Regions from separate parts of the Rattus norvegicus genome. Here region 1 is linked to region 2. Evidence: chromatin contacts called from public Hi-C data. All regions are on one chromosome and are shown on one strand. The core of a region is the stretch at or near the end of the contact, and the rest is flanking DNA. Distances in the headings are between cores, read along the strand shown.

The links. Hi-C and Micro-C count contacts between places; a contact is called where the count stands out from the background.
Region 1: a Hi-C map of liver shows a contact between it and region 2, with 2.9 times the contacts expected there. The contact joins the promoter of Herc2 here to the promoter of Tubgcp5 in region 2. A contact is called at or near these places in 2 of 12 Hi-C or Micro-C datasets (Schwann cells and liver).

What each region holds. Positions count from the first base shown.
Region 1 is chr1:116,036,323-116,042,144 of GRCr8, forward strand. It overlaps Herc2 (HECT and RLD domain containing E3 ubiquitin protein ligase 2), which reads left to right and starts at 4,474. Exons shown (of 92, transcript NM_001107520.1): 1 at 4,474-4,570; 2 at 4,941-5,033. The coding sequence starts at 5,012.
Region 2 is chr1:115,769,543-115,774,790 of GRCr8, forward strand. It overlaps Tubgcp5 (tubulin gamma complex component 5), which reads left to right and starts at 2,752. Exons shown (of 23, transcript NM_001107516.1): 1 at 2,752-3,013; 2 at 4,434-4,487; 3 at 4,576-4,684. The coding sequence starts at 2,868. It also overlaps a transcript of Nipa1 not described here.

The sequences.
Region 1 (5,822 bases), core at 3,224-5,723, 270 kb after region 2:
TTTCAGTGTATCTGGTTTTAAGGGGAGGTCCTTGATTAACTTGGACTTGAGCTTTGTACAAGGTGATTAAGTATGGATCAATGTGCATTCTTTTACAAACTGACTGCCAGTTGAACCAGCACCATTTGTTGAAAATGCTGTCTTTTTTCCACTGTACGGTTTCAGTTCCTTTGTCAAAGATCAAGTGACCATAGGTGTAGGTGTGTGGATTCCTTTCTGCATCTTCAGTTCTATTCCATTGATCTATCTGCCTGTTTCTGTACTAATTCCATGCAGTTTTTAACTCAATTGCTCTGAAATACAGCTTGAGGTCAGGGATGGTGATTTCCCCAGACGTTCTTTTATTGTTGAGAATAGTTTTCACTATCCTGAGTTTTTGGTTATTCCAAATTGCTCTTTCTAACTCTGTAAAGAACTGATTTGGAATTTTGATGAGGATTGCATTGAATCTGCAGATTGCTTTCAGGAAGATGGCCATTTTTATTATATTAATCCTGCCAATCCATGACCATGGGCTCTCCAACTTCTGAGATCTTCTTAGGTTTCTTTTTTCAGGGACTTGAATTTCTTGCCATACAAATCTTTCATTTGCTTGGTTACCATCACACCGAGGTATTTTATGTTATTTGTGACTATTGGGAAGGGTGTCATTTCCTTAATTTCTTTCTCATTCTGTTTATTCTTTGAGTAGAGGAAGGCTATTGATTTATTTGAGTTAATTTTATATCTAGCCACTTTGCTACAGTTGTTTATCAGGTTTAATAGTTCTCTGGTAGAATTTTTGGGGTCATTTAAGTATACTATCATATCATTTGCAAATAGTGATATTTTGATTTCTTCCTTTCCAATCTGTATCCCTTTGACCTCTTTTTATTTTTATTTATTTTTTTCTTTTCTTTTTTTTCGGAGCTGGGGACCAAACCCAGAGCCTTACGCTTGCTAGGCAAGTGCTCTACCACTGAGCTAAATCCCCAACCCCTCCTTTTATTGTCTAATTGTTCTGGCTTGGACTTTAAGAACTATGTTGTAATTTAAAAAAAAAAAAAACGGCTTGGTTCTCTCACATACCAATCCATGCTTTTCTCCCTGGCTCTCTCTGACCCGGGCAGTCTGGACAGTCTGGAAGCCATTCCAGCATGGCACCTTTCCACACTGTTTTGCTTTCATTCCCAGTTCCCTTGGTGGGTTGTTACCACGCCAGGCATACACATCCCAATTCCATGGCAGGCTTGGTGTGCCCTGCCACCGCACCTTCTCTTGAACTCAATTAAGTCACCACGTGAAAGAACACCCCACACGATAACCTCTGATCCAATTGATAAGATATAATTTACCCATCTAGATAGTACACACTCATCCCTTAAAACTAGTCATAACAACCTGTAACTATGTGCAGACAAGTTACAAGAATCTTAACATCTGCCACCGTGTTCTCCCAGCTCTTCTTCCTCGCTCTGGCTCCTTCTCTCCTTTTCCTCCCTTCTAAAACCTCTGTTCCCACCTCCCTTCCTTCTCATCCAATGACAGGCCTTGTTTTATCTTCTCTGCCTTCACCTGCATAATGACATCAACATACAGAACCATATTGAGTAGGTAGTGGGCAGCCTTGTCTAGTCCCCGATTTTAGTGTGGTTGCTTCAAGTTTCTCTCCATTTAGTTTGATGTTGGCTACTGGTTTGCTGTATATGGCTTTTACTATGTTTAGGTATGGGCCTTGAATTCCCGATCTTTCCAAGACTTACCATGAAGCGGTGTTGAATTTTGTCAAATGCTTTTTCAGCATCTAATGATATGATCATGTGATTTTTTTTTGAGTTTTTTATATAGTGGATTACATTGATGGATTTCCCTATATTGAACCATCCCTGCATCCCTGGGATGAAGCCTACTTGATAATGATGAATGATCATTTTGGTGTGTTCTTGGATTCAGTTTGTGGGAATTTTATAGAGTATTTTTGCATCAATATTAATTGGGGAAATTGGTCTGAAATTCTCTTTCTTTGTAGGGTCCTTGTGTGGTTTAGGTATAAGCATAATTGTGGCTTCATAGAATGAATTGGGTAGTGTTCCTTCTGTTTCTATTTTGTGTAATACTTTGAAGAGTATTGGTATTAGATCTTCTTTAAAGGTCTGATCGAGTATGAACTAAAACCATCTGGTCCTGGGCTTTCTTAGGGGGAGGGAGTTGAAAGGGTTTTAATGACTGCTTCTATTTCTTTAGGGTTTATGGCACTGTTTAGATGGTTAATCTGATCCTGACTTAACTTTGGTACCTGATATCTGTCTAGAAAATTGTCCATTTTATCCGGATTTACTTTTTTAGTTTTGTTGAGCATAGGCTTTTGTAGAAGATCTGATGGTTTTTTGAATTTCCTGTTTCTGTTGTTATGTCTCCTTTTTCACTTCTGATTTTGTTAATTTGGATATTCTCTCTTTGCCCTCTGGTTGGTCTGATTAAGAGTTTATCTATCTTGTTGTTTTTCTCAAAGAACCAGCTCCTGGTTTTGTTGATATATATACACACATATATATGTATGTATTATATATTTTTTGTATAGTTCATTTTGTTTCTATTTGGTTGATTTCACCCATAAGTTTGATTATTTCCTGCCGTCCACTCCTCTTGGGTGTATTTGCTTCTTTTTGTTCTAGAGCTTTTAGGTGTGCTGTCAAGCTGCTAATGTATGCTCTCTCCAGTTTCTTTTTGAAGGCACTCAGAGCTATGAGTTTTCTTCTTAGCACTGATTTCATTGTGTTCCATAAGTTGGGTATGTTGTACCTTCATTTTCATTAAATTCTAAAAAGTCTTTAATTTCTTTATTTCTTCCTGGACCAAGTTATCATTGAGTACAGCATTGTTAAACTTCTATGTATTTGTGAACTTTCTGTCCTTTTCGTTGTTATTGAAGACCAACCTTAGTCTGTGGTGATCTGACAGGATGCATGGGATTATTTCAATCTTCTATATATCTATTGAGGTCTGTTTTGTGACCGATTATATGTTTTCAGTTTTGCAGAAGGTACCATGAGGTGCTGAGAAGAAGGACATCATTTTTACAGCATGCAGACACAGATCTGCATGAGAGGGGAGCCTGAGGACCAGAGAAGCCTCCTCAGGTGTTACCTTCCACTGGTAATGAAGCTGTCTTGTATCACATTCAAAGCCCTGTCCAACTTACCTGTACTTTGGATGTGGTTGAATTTGAAACCTTGTTCAGATACTTTTGAGGCGAAGCAGAACTAAATTAGAGTCACAGAGTCTTTCAGAAGTGTGATAAAAGATTATAGACCTTTTATACTGCTTCCTGCTGCTTGAAACAGAGATATGATGTCTAGAGCTATGGCAAATCCCTTGACCTTTGGAGTGAATTTGAAGATACATACCAAGGATGACAAAAGACGGGCATTTTAACGTTGCGATTGAGCCAGCATACCATTGTGGAATATCCTTCATTGCTGCCTTTTTACAAGTGGGAAAAATGAACTATCATATTTAAGACAACGTTAACACCTGCAGTTCCTATTAAAAATGTTCTAAGTCCCTTGACCTCTATGGAAAAGTTTAATTTCTAAAGTGCTTGGAGACTGTGTTATGTTTTATTTATAGTTTAATTCCATGATGATCAGAGAACATATTCTGTGTGTGTGATTTTAATTTTTCTTTCTTACATTTTTTACCCCGAGACAGTCTCTTTTTTTTTTTTTTTCTTTCTTTTTTTCGGAGCTGGGGACCGAATCCAGGGCCTTGAGCTTGCTAGGCAAGTGCTCTACCACTGAGCTAAATCCCCACCCCCCCCCCCCCCCCCGGGGGCCGTCTCTTAACTCAGAATCCACCTGCTTCTGCCTCCTTAGTGCCAGGATTAAAGACATGCATCATCAGGGCCGGCTCAATTGCTTTGTCTTAAATTTCGTCTTATTCCCCACTAACTCAAAGGCCAAAAAGGACGCTGTCGTTAAAGCACAGGGAGCCTCGTCGCACTGGAAATACCTTAGCAACTTCGGGTCTCTGGAAGCAACAGAGTCTAAGAATGGTTGAGAATAGGCAAGCAAGCGTGCGTGCGCACAAGTCCCGCCTCCCCGGGTCTGCTGTAGGCTCTGGCGGAGCGGGTGAGCCTCAAGAAGGAAGATGAGTCGCGTTGAAGGAAGCGGAAGTTGGGATGGACGTGCGGCGCTGCTCGTTCATTGGCTGGAGCCGTCTCTCAACCTCGCGCTATTGGGCGGGCGCCGTCATGCGTCAGTCTGCGCTTCAGGCCACAGACTGGATCGCGAGCGCCGGCCGGCTCCTGCAGGGAGTGTTCCCTCAGCCGGCTGGCGGAGCGGGCGGCGCCAGGTCTGGCCGAGCTGGGCCGAAGGAGGGCGTAGGGGCCGAAGACGGGCGGCGCCAGGTCCGGGAGAGCGGGACCCGGAGAGCGGCGGGCGGAAGGCGGGCGTTGGCGCGGAGAAACTAGGGCCTGTGCGCTTTGGAGGCCGCGCAGTCTCGGCTACCTTTTTAGTATTAGGCGATTATTGTAGATTTATCTGCAGACATGACTTTTGTTTATTTACCACACTCCGCCTGACTGCTGTAGGTATAGCGGCTGATGCACACTGGTGTCATTTGTCCTTGCGATAGTGAGTTTTTCTGTCGTGTGTATGTGTGTGTCCCTTTGGATTTAAGGGAGTGGGATGACATTGGGCCATGGTCGCCAGTGACCACTGTAGGTCTGGCCAACGTATTCCGAAATCCCAGAGACTCTACCTTTATTGGAAGTGGTATTTCCCTCCCTTCTCCCATTCTGGGTCCAGCTTTCCCTCTCATCCCTCATCCTCTTGTCCCCTCCCCCAGCTCTCCTTCCCTGTTTTTTATGTTGTCTGTCTCTCCTGCGTTAAAGAGCAGGAATGGTTTAAATAGCAGTTTTAAAAAGCTTTAGGACATCAGCGTTTCTATTTGACTTGCAGGCCTGACCACCGAGAGGAAACATGCCTTCTGAGTCTTTCTGTTTGGCTGCCCAGTCTCGACTTGACTCCAAATGGTTGAAAACAGATATCCAGGTGGGGTTGACATGTTTTTTGTTTGTTGGTTTTTTTTTTTTTGTTTTTGTTTTTTTTTTTTCTTTGTGTGTTCCTGTCTCTATAAAAATTTTTGGTTAAGGAGAATAGCAATTAGATCGTGTCTTAGGAAGGTTATTTCTTATAATTTACAATATAACATTTATTGTGACTGTCGAAGAGATGCTATGTGGTTGTGTCTTCACTGAGGTTATTTGTAAGTGCAAGAAACTTGAGATCCAGTTATGCAATTTTTCAATATTTTTATTCAGGAGTCTCTCTCGCTCTCTCTTTTTAAAGACAGGGTTTCATATTCCCAGGCTGGCCTTGAACTCCCATGTAGGTGAGGATGACCTGAAATCAGATCCTTTTGCCTTCACCTCTGGTGTGCGAGCATGGCAGGCTTGTGCCACCTTGTTGGTATTATGTGGTATAGTTAGACAAGTGTTTTATCAGCTGAACTCCATCCCAGCTCTTGCCAACACTCTTGATCAAGAGTTGACTGTTGTTTATTTCTTCTTCTTCTTTTTTTTTTTCCCTCTTATTTTTAGAAAGGGTCTCACTGTTAACTGACCATGCCTGGCTGGCCTCCGCTTCCTGTGTGCTGGGATTAGCGGCATGCACTGTTACCTTTGCAGATGATTGTTAACTATGCAGGGAAGCGGTGGAGTGATATGTAGTTACCATTTTCTGCGACTCTGTGTTTGTGCTGCTGGGGAGATGAAAGTTTAGTTGAGCTATTGGCGTTATATGTACCACATCTGTAATTAAGAGAAATGTTCATGTTTGCAC
Region 2 (5,248 bases), core at 1,502-4,001:
GCTTCATATGGTCTGTGAGTTGTATCATGGGTATTCCGAACTTTCTGACTAATATCGACTTATCAGTGAGTGCATACCATGTGTGTTTTTGTGACTGGGTTACCTCACTCAGGATGTTATTTTCTAGTTCCATCCATTTGCCTACGAATTTCATAAAGTCATTGTTTTTGATAGCTGAGTAATATTCCATTGTGTAAATGTACCACATTTTCTGTATCCATTCCTCTGCTGAAGGATGTCTGGGTTCTTTCCAGCTTCTGGCTATTATAAATAAGGCTGCGATGAACATAGTGGAGCACGTGTCTTTGTTGTATGTTGGAGCATCTTTTGGGTATATGCCCAGGAGAGGTATAGCTGGGTCCTCGTGTAGTGGAATGGCCAATTTTCTGAGGAACTGACAGACTGATTTCCAGAGTGGTTGTACTAGTTTGCAATCCCACCAACAATGGAGGAGTGTTCCTCTTTGTCCACATCCTTGCCAGCATCTGCTGTCACCTGAGTTTTTAATCTTAGCCATCCTTGCTCTCAAATCCCTCCTAGGTCTCTTAATGTCCCAAAACTGTGGATGAGAATATGACAATAGAATAGGGACAGGAGACTACAGCACCCAGATTAACATACAAATAAAGCCTATTTTCGGGAAAACTGGAAGTTTCCTCATCTGAGCTTTACACACAGATGGACAGAGCTCAAGCCAGTTGGCAGAGGAAGCTTGTCATGAGCACACCTGCAGTGTCTTTCCATAATGTCAGAATTTATTGAATAGCAATAAATTCACAGGGTTTGCTGGCTTTAATGATAGCAATTCGCCTTAAAATCCAAGTTCTTTATTCCAACCTTAATTATCAATATCAACTCTCATATCACACAGCACACAATAAATATATCCAAATCTTTCTGTCTCTATGTTTCTCTTTGTCTGTCTCTCTCTGTGTGTGTCTCTCTCTCGGTCTCTGTCCCTGTGTGTGTGTGTGTGTGTGTGTGTGTGTGTGTGTGTGTGTGTGTGTGTGTGTGCATCTAGGCTACAGAATGAATGAGTTCAGATGCTTAAGAAGTGGATGGAGAAAAGATTTCTGGTAGAAAATACTGCTTGGGGTCAGGTTTGAGAACGAAGCTGCAACATCTGGATGCTGGATGAAAACAGCAAACCTGGTCCAGAGCAGGAAATAAGTCAAGACCAGGACACTGCCGATTAGCTCCAGATCCAAACAGGATCCCTTCAGTCCCTGAAGAACACACCAAATAATAGGTCTGTGTGCAGCCATAACATCACAGTAATAAGTGTCTATCACTTATAGGATGGATCTACATGAGGGAGACACAGCATTTTCTCCATCTGTGGTATCTGATAAGTCCTTGGGCCCTCGTAGTTCCAATCCTCCCCCATTCAACTTACAGCGTAGCTCCCTTTCTAGTCCCAGGGACAAGTTAATGGTCTTTATTCAGGTGCCTGCCTTTTCTAGGTCTACTCGGCAGTACAACGGTGTAGAAAGCCTCTTGTAAAACAGTCTCCTGGGACAATGCACAGCTCGGGCGATAACAACTGTTTTATCCAATATGGAGTAATAGCCTGATCTCAACAGCTTCAAAGCCCTTCCTCATGAGGGATTCATCTAATAAGCAGAGCACAAGCAAGAAAAATTAAGCCAGATATAAATTGGAGTGGCAGGTGCTATATAAATGTAAATGTTTATAAAGGTTCAAAGGCATCAGCTGGGACTCTGTGACTTTACCCTTCAGCTAACTAGTCCACTCCTACCCTCGAGAGTGCTTTCCCCTTTTTTATATTTTTAAAATTACGCTTTAAATTTTATTTCATATGGGGTAGAACTATGCACATGTGGAGATTATTAGACTCCTTGTGGAACTTGGGTCTCTCTTTCATGTGAGTCCAGAGGATAGGATGCAAGCAGCCAGGCCTAACAGCAAGCAACCTTATTGAGTAAGCCAGCTGTATGGCCCACTTTCCCTTTCTTAACTTGTTTGAGGGTTCTTGCAACGAGCACAGCTACTGGTACTGTACCAATGAGCAGTCCTCCTCAATAGGGAAGGTTCACCTAACCCAAGTTAGGTGCACATGGAGCAGCAAGGGAGAAACATCCCTCACCATCAAGTGGGTGACAGACAGCTCGCCCTCACATCTCCACTTTACCTAAATAAACCAGCAGTTTTCAACATGTGGGCAGTGAGCCCCCCACCAAAGGAGTCGCATATCAGATATTTACGATTCATGACACTAGCAAAATTATAGTTATGAAGTAGCAACGAAATAATTTAATGATTATGGGTCATCACAACATGAAGAACTATATTAAAGGGTCACAGCATTAGGTTGAGAACCACTGTAATAAATAAATGGACGCTATCTCGGTTTTAACCTAAGTCCCTAGTCTAACCAGAAACTTGTATTAAGTTGGGGAGTACTGAGAGCCTAGTTTAGGTCATCTGGAGAAGAAACTGAAGCCCGGAGCATTAACAAATTAGTCATGGTGTTGGAAAATGTCGTAAACTATACCCTGAATGGGAAAAGTGATTGCCTCAAAATGCATACGAATCTAAACCATTAATCAAGGCTATCCAGAGTCCATTATTAACAACGACTAATCATAAATAATAGCTAGCTCTCTGAAAACACTCAGATTTCCTAACGTACAAGCAAAAAGAGCACATCTCTTTCCCATACACAGACAAACCGCATCCAACAACTAAACACCAAGCCCGTGAGCACCGCCTCCAGGCACAGCACCGGGGCTGCCTGAACGCTCCCGGAAACAGTCTCCAAATCTCGAAAGCCCAGTGCCGCGACAAGCAGAACTCTCGCGAGAACAGTCGCCGCTTAGCGGAGACCTGATAGGTAGGTCGTGGGTATGGCCCGGCCTAAGTCGTCCGGGAGCCGGATGGACAGACAACTGGAACACGATGTGCGTGAGCTCGTCCGGCAGGTCACTGGCCTGCAGGATGAGGCGGATTCCAACTTCCAAATGGCCCTGGACTTCGCCTGGTCCAACTTCAGGTGTGGGAGCGCGGCTGCGGGCTAACGCCGGGCGGGCTGGCGGGCGGATCCGGGTCAGGAGTGCGGCCTCCTGGAAACCGCCGGCTGCTGCTGTGCCTTGGTTTCCCCTAAGTGCCCTTACGAGAAACACGCAGTTGCAGCGGCACATCCTAGAGAGCTGTTGACTCTGCTCTCCCTCACGCAGTACTTTGCACGTCAGAAGTCATTTAATGGCTGGAAAAGTGAATTTTTAGCGCGAAATTCTGATCACATCACCAACTCCCCTCTACTCTTGCTCCGGCCACTTGCAGATTTCCCTGCTTCTGTGTCCTCTTTTTGCATAAAACAAATTCAAGTTCTACTACTGAGCCACACATAGCATGCCTAGTAAAATCACCTTAAACAGTGAACAGTTTGTCAAGCTCTACGATCCTGATTGTAAACGCAGACATGAGTGTGCCTAGGTCGTGAGAATACAGACCTCTCAGGTTCATAGCATGCCAACTATCCAAAACAACGAGTGCGATTTCTAATTATGATCTGTAAAAAGAGCAATGATTCAAGTAAGCTAAATAACCCAGAAAGCAATTGTAGCACAAGTAATTTTTCTAGTGGCAGGCTTGAGGCAGGTGATAATCACTTTAGAGTTGGGAGAGACATAAGATGTTGCATACTATAACAGCAGTAGTGAAAGCATAGGTATCACTCTGTCACCAGTAGAAAACATGTAACATTCACATTGTATTACAGCTGCTTTATTTCCAAATGTTGTTTGTTATTACATCAACGAGCCTTTGGTCCCACTGTTGTTTACGTGTGAGTGATTTGCCTCTATGTATACATGTGCGTGTGTGTGCCTGGTACCCAAACAGCTGATCACCTGGAACTCTGGTTATAGTTTGTGTGTTCTGTGAATAGAACCTGGGGGCCTGGAACAAAGGCAAGGAGTCTTAACCCCTAAGCCATCTCTCCAGACCCTTCCCAAAGCTTCCTAAATATGTGGTAATTGTATTTGACTATGCTTTTCTTTGTGTTTTATTTTGCACCTTTAGCAAAATTACTCAGAGGGCGAATGTTAAGATTTCACTGGGCCTCTCTCTTACATTAAAAAGACAAAGAACATCCAGTCACAATGATGTATGCCTGTAATCACATCAGTATTTTGTGCTAAAAATTAGACCCACTTGAGTAGCTCAGGCAGGAGGATTGCTGCGAGTTGAAGGCTATCCTTAGCCTCCTAGTGAGTTCGGAGCCACTAGATTTTGCAAAAACCCTAAGAAAATATGTTATAGTGAACATAACTATGGGACCCATGAAAAGACAAAGGAGCCAAAGGACAGATTGTAGAAGAAGTATCAGACATATGCAGGGATATGGAGAGCTATATGACGTTAAGTATTGTCATGCAATATTGGCATTAAAACTATTTTATCTTTACCAGATTTCATCGTTTCTTGGATGTCAACAGTCACAAAGTAGAAAAAACAATAGAAGGGTATGTCGTTTCTCTGTATATCTATATGTATTCATTGATGTGTTTTCTTAAATTATTTTGGTATCAACTGATTTTTTTAATATTTCAGAATTTATGAGAAACTCACCATCCATTCTGATCTCAGCAAAGCTGCTAGTTGGAAGAGATTAACTAAGGAGTTTCTAAATGTAGCTCTTCCCAGCACAGAGAAAATAAAGGTAAGCCTTCAGTTGTGAGTTCTCCATTTGTATTGGCTTTTCTTGTTCTTGTTGCTGCTACTTTGTTGTTCTGAGACAGGGTTTTCTGTGAACCCACCTTGTAGACCAAGCTGCTGTCGAGATCCGAGATACGCCTGTCTTTGCTTCCAGAATGCTGGGATTAAAAGCAGGTGCCACAGCTATTAATACTGCCAGGCTTTTGTATTCACTCTTTGCGGTATAATTATCATCAATGCGTTACCTCTTCATACGCAGTCTATTTAGTAATGTCCCTGACTGGAGCAGGGCCTCCTTGAGAATGAGTTAACTGTTGCCTCGGGTTTGTTATGAAATGAGCAACATGCCCTTGTTTGCTCCTCTCACTTGGAATTGACCATGGTTATGGGAATCAGCCCTGTTTGGTTACCTTGAATTTCTCAAATAGCAGCTGTATTCTAGATCCAAAATGTGCTTTTATATTATGTCAGGGGCTCCAAGGCCACCCTTGCCACAAGAATTCTCAGCACTGATATCTTCTTATTCTGATATCATCATTGCTATGGTTTATTACCATTAACTAGTGTA